Regions from separate parts of the Gossypium arboreum genome. Here region 1 is linked to region 2. Evidence: chromatin contacts called from public Hi-C data. All regions are on one chromosome and are shown on one strand. The core of a region is the stretch at or near the end of the contact, and the rest is flanking DNA. Distances in the headings are between cores, read along the strand shown. Region 1 holds the start of LOC108457945. Region 2 holds the start of LOC108459686 (pentatricopeptide repeat-containing protein At3g26782, mitochondrial).

Region 1 (2,880 bases), core at 330-2,829, 180 kb after region 2:
TACTGTTATTCCACGCAAAACTTACCCAGTCAAACTTCTTCTCAGGAGGTCTTTCTGCAAGAACATCTAACGGCAAGATTGGAGTTGAATATGCCTCCTAAAAAGACACAACAAATTAGAGCATCAAAGCTTTTCCTTTCTCCACATTTTCTTTTCTTTCCCATTAAAATTTAAGGAAAATACACTCAGTTTTGATCTCAAACCTGCAAAGCAGCCTTTGTGGGAATGCGGAAAGTAATTACTGCCGGGGCACCATAGAACATTCCTTGCTTTTTGGCCTCTAGTTCAAATGAATGAGATAGAAGACCACCACTGCAGATAGCAAAGTTCTGCATTTTTATTAATCCAATCTAGGAAAAACATATTAATAGAATTAAACAAAAGCAAAACTCACGCATCAAGTCTTTCCCATGACCGTGAAGTGTTGCCACTGACAATATCAAACATATCTTGAGGCCAGCTATCATCGAGGAGACTCACATCATATGCTGTCCTGAATCATTTTTTTCCCCAGAAAGATTGTTCCTCAAGTAAGATAATATCCCGAAAACACAGAAGTGCAAGACAAATCTAGAAAAATTCACTTGTGAATTCGAAAAAACATCAAAAGAGGAAGAAATATACAAGGCTTCATACTACCACTGTAGAAGTTTCCAAAAATTTCAGCAATATTATTCAAGCATTATATTGGATCGTATAGAAAAACCAATCTCCAATTAGAATTGATGATCAAAGAGGTTAGATCAGGCTTTACATGAATAATAAGAAGAAGAATAATTGAAAAACCATGAAATATGCAAAACCTTAGAGCAGAGAAAGTTATAAGCAAAAGAAAAAAAAGAAAAAAGCGTGCATATGTATATTCTCTAATCGCAAGGTTAAAAAGGAATGAAATTCCTATTAAAAGGATCGGATTTACAATTTCATTCCATTTCTCTCAGATCCAAATAACTGAAGAAAAAAAATGAAATTCGCTTCAAATCCACATATTTTCTCTTGAATCACCTCAAAAGAAAATGTGATCACTCTCATATTCAAATCAGCTACTTATCACGCAAAGCTTAAAAAGGAAATCGAAAGCTAAATAAAATAAAAATAAAAAACAGCTCGAATTCAACTCAAAATTGAGGATGGATTCAAAATTTAGAAATTTCATCTCGAAGGAAAAATCATAGCTAAATCTGGATTGAAGTAAAGGGAAAGAAAAAGGAAAGAGAAACGCACGAGAAGCCTTGGTTGTAGATGTCGATGGAGACAGAAACGCGTTCTGAACCTGATTTGAGTCTGGTCAACGATGCCTTCTTGTGAGCGACGATGAAAGGGGCATCGCCTGTGGCGGTGGCTACTGATGCAAAGAAAATAAGAATCAATGCCTTCATCAGCGAATTTCTGATAAGCCTTGCCATAAGTGTGGCGTAGCTGATTTTTCTTTCTCCTGGTCTTTTAATTAGAATTTGAAATGGTGCTGAAGCGTTGAATAAACAAACAATGAGTAGGGTTCATGATATTGATATCGAGCTTACCAGGGACAACAAATCTGGTTCCTCTGGCGTACGTCACGACGTCGTTTCCCGTTTCATGATATTGAGTTGATCTTTTCAGTACTGTTTTATTTATTTTATTTCATTTACATTATATTTTATTTTACATGATATACTGTTATAAGTAGGATTTAAATATTAACATGCACTTTTTTTTTACAATAAAATCTAAAATATAGATAATAAATTACATAAGGTATTAATAAAGATTAAATAATATTTATATTCACAAATATAAAATTTTAGCAGTTTATTGTAATTATTATTTATAGTTTTAAAACTATTTTAATTTACATATTAATTCATCATTTACTTAATGCATTAAATAAAAAATGTTATTAATAAAATATTATTAAAGAACAAGTACAACCAATCGATTCATTCCACCTCCTACCGCCTTTGCTAAGCAATCAACAACCTTGTTACTTTCCTTTAAGACATGCTGAAGCTTAACTTGCCATTCTCTATTACACCACTCATGAACCAGTCAGACTTCCATTGTATTATTGTTTGCTACAAAGCCATTTATAATAATATCAATAAATAGGGTATTGTCACTTTCCACCTCAACCTGCTTGAAACCCCTCATCCATGTTAGCTTCAAGCCTTCTAGGATATCTTGAGTTTCGATTTTTAAGCTATCAGCCACACCAACCACCCTCCGCTTGGTCCTCTGAATGCTGCTCCTATTGCCACCCTTGGTCTGCTTGTCAACATCAAGCCATCAATATTAATCATGACCTATCCCAGCTTAGGCCTTTGCCAACTATTTTTTTTCCTTTACTTGCATAACATTTGCTCCATATTGCCATTGTTTCCGAACGATCTTGCCCATGTCATAGCCGAAGCTATTAAATTCTAATTACTCTCGCTAGCATTGTTTAAGATAAAGTCATTATGGTTTTTCCAAAAGAACTAAGAGACTATTGCAAAAAATGTTGACCATTCGCCTTTATGAATTTTAATTCCTCTTTATTCGTGATATTCCAGTGAATCCATCTCTCAAGTGTTGAACTAAAGAAAAATTTCCAATTTTGCCTAGGAATCATTGTTTTCCAAATAGACTGAATAAAATCGTAGTCCCTCACCACATGAATTGTCGTTTCCACAGACCAACCATATTGTTTGCAAAAAGGAGTCAATGTCATACCTCTCCTTATACGTTCCTCGTTAGTTAAAAGTCTATTTCGAATAAACAGCCATAGAAAAAATCACACCTTTTGAGGCGCCACAGCTCTCTAAATTAATCTATCATACCCAAACTCCTTGGTCCATTAGTCCTAAAAAGATACTTATATGTTTTTGCAAAGGAGAACTTCCTTGACGACATCCACTGCCA
Region 2 (3,024 bases), core at 38-2,537:
GATGAGAATGTATATGGGTGGTTCACTTGAGGACATAAAAATGGAAAGCGAAACCGTGCCCATGATTGTAGTAGTGATAGGCATCCTCCCATTTTGGCTTTATTCAGTAGCGTTGCCCCGCACATCTCCCGGTACAATATTGTTAACATGAAAGACCCTCAACTTAATTCACCTGCTACTCTAAAATCAACGAGTTTCAGCAGACATCTCAGATGTACGCGGTTTTGTGACAATTCCGGCATCAGATAACCTCCAATCATCTCAAGAATGTATACCCAAGCATATCGTATTCTTTCTAATTCATTCAAAATCATTATTCGGCTCTGAAAATGTGTCTCGTAACCAGCCCGTCTCGATCCGACCTCTGTTAATATTATCTAGAATATCACCGAAAAGCTCGTAGCATACGGCCCCCCAATCAGCAGATTGAGCAGCCCCGGTGACTGCTTACCCATCGACCAGCAATCCCAATTGCAATTGCACATCTTCTAGAGTGATAGTACACTCTCCGCATGGAAGATGGAAAGTGTGCGTCTCGGGTCTCCACCTCTCTATCAATGCACTGATTAGTTTCGGGTCCAACTTGCACCCCCGACTTATCGTGGCCACGTACCAAAAATCTGCTTCCTGTGGGTAATTCTCTATCAATGGCGATGGAAAACCAGGCATATTACGATATAGCATTGCAACACCCGATTTACAGACTGTTATAAAAAATTATAAAATAAATATTAATTAAAGTTGCATAAATGAAAAAAAAAATAAATACTATTAAAAAATTAATTAAACTTATCACTTACCATTGTCATTGGATCGACGAAGATGTGTTTCGTATCGAGACGAATTAATTCTCCGGCCATTGCTAACACGATCGAATATTTTTGTAATTTAAAAAATAAAACGAATTCAAAAAAAATTTAAACAAAGCTTTTTTGTAAAAATTAGAGAGAGCTTAACAAAAATTGAGAGAAATTTGAGAGAATTTGGAGAGAATTTAGAGAGAATTGTGAGAGGATTATTGTGTGAAAAAACGAAAGGGGGAGGGGCCTTTTATAGTTTTTTTTATTTGACCGTTAGAGTTCAAACGGTCATGTGACCATTGGGGGCAAAACGCTTCCCTGGGGGAGCGTTTTGCTGACACGTCCCCTGACTTTGCGTTGATGTGGACGCGCTTTCGGGGAAAATGACATTTTTCGGTAAATAATCAAAGAATCGGGCTATTTCAGTAAATAATAATATAAAAGGGCTTTTTTTAGTAAATTGTCCATATGTTATGGATGCAGCTTGAATTTTCCCCACAATACGTCAAAACAGTAAGTATATAACATACAGGAAAGCAGCACTCCACTGGCAACTTGAATTCAAACCCAAAGCTGAAAGCCAATGAAGATTGTAAATCCAAGTTCAGCATTCACCAAAACTGCTTTGAAAAGTCACTTCTCAACGAACTCCAACCTCACAATATGGTTCAACAAATACTTAGACAAATCCAGCGTCTTCTCTTGGAACTCAATCATCGCCGACTTAGCTCGCGCTGGCGACTCTACCCAAGCTCTCAAAGCCTTCCATTCAATGCGCAAGCTTTCTCTTAAACCGAACCGATCCACTTTCCCTTGCACTATCAAGGCTTGCTCCGCTTTGCTTGATCTTTATTCCGGAAAACAAACCCATCAACAAGCTTTAATCTTTGGCTATCACTCTGACCTCTTTGTATCCTCAGCTCTCATTGATATGTACTCAAAATGTGGCCAACTCAGAGATGCCCGAATCTTATTTGATCAAATTCCTCAACCAAATATCGTGTCTTGGACTTCTATGATTACAGGATATGTCCAGAACAATAATCCCTGTCAAGCTTTGTTGCTTTTCAAGGAATTGTTGATTCAGGAAAGTGAAAATGATAGAGATGTTGCAAACGAACCCGTTTTTATTGATTCAGTAGCTATTGTTTCTGTCCTTTCGGCTTGTTCTCGTGTTCCTATAAAAGGAGCAAGTGAAGGGGTTCATGGAATGGTCATAAAGAAGGGTTTTGATGGAGAAGTGGGTGTTGGAAATACATTGCTGGATGCATATGCTAAAAGAGGGGATGTGGCTCTGTCTAGGAAAGTGTTTGATGCGATGGTTGAGAAGGATGAGGTTTCTTGGAATTCTATGATTTCTGTTTATGCACAAAATGGATTGTCTAATGAGGCTTTGGAGGCTTTCTATGGGATGGTAAGGGATAATAATGTCAATTACAATGTCATTACACTTTCTTCTGTGCTGTTAGCTTGTGCTCATTCTGGTGCTTTGCAAGTCGGCAAGTGTGTGCATGACCAGGTACTATTACAGTTTCTTTACTTTCCCTAATATAATTAATCTCTTGGTAGAATTATTTTGTGAAGTGTCAAGTCTTTAATGGGGTCTAGGATTTGTGCTTTTCTACGTAGGTTATAAAGATGGATTTGGAGAATACTGTGATAGTGGGAACCTGCATTATTGACATGTATTGCAAATGCGGGAAAGTTGAAATGGCAAGGAAGGTATTTAATTGTATGAGAGAGAAGAATGTTAGGTCATGGACTGCCCTGATTGCTGGTTATGGAATGCATGGCCGTGCCAAAGAAGCTTTGGAGGTCTTCTACAAGATGATAAGTGATAGGGTCACACCAAATTACATAACTTTCGTGTCAGTTCTTGCAGCTTGTAGCCATGCAGGTCTGCTACAAGAGGGTTGGGATTGTTTTAATGCAATGAAAGAAGAATTCAAAGTAGAACCTGGGCTGGAACATTATAGTTGCATGGTTGATCTTCTCGGACGAGCTGGACATCTCAACCATGCGTACAACTTGATCAAGCAAATGAAGGTAACACCTGATTTTGTAATCTGGGGCTCACTTCTCTCGGCTTGTAGGATTCACAAGAATGTGGAGCTTGCAGAGATTTCTGCCAATAAGTTGTTTGAATTAGACTCGAATAATTGCGGGTATTATGTCTTACTTTCTAACATATACGCTGATGCTGGAAGGTGGGAAGACGTCGAGA

What was found. Hi-C and Micro-C count contacts between places; a contact is called where the count stands out from the background.
Region 1: a Hi-C map of leaf shows a contact between it and region 2, with 2.3 times the contacts expected there. The contact joins the promoter of LOC108457945 here to the promoter of LOC108459686 in region 2. A contact is called at or near these places in 2 of 5 Hi-C or Micro-C datasets (both in leaf).

Annotation. Positions count from the first base shown.
Region 1 is chr4:22,036,112-22,038,991 of ASM2569848v2, forward strand. It overlaps LOC108457945, which reads right to left and starts at 1,580. Exons shown (of 5, transcript XM_053027392.1): 1 at 1,225-1,580; 2 at 395-493; 3 at 204-312; 4 at 26-97. The coding sequence starts at 1,406.
Region 2 is chr4:21,851,618-21,854,641 of ASM2569848v2, forward strand. LOC108459686 (pentatricopeptide repeat-containing protein At3g26782, mitochondrial) reads left to right here and starts at 1,288. Exons shown (of 2, transcript XM_017759087.2): 1 at 1,288-2,319; 2 at 2,430-3,024. The coding sequence starts at 1,384.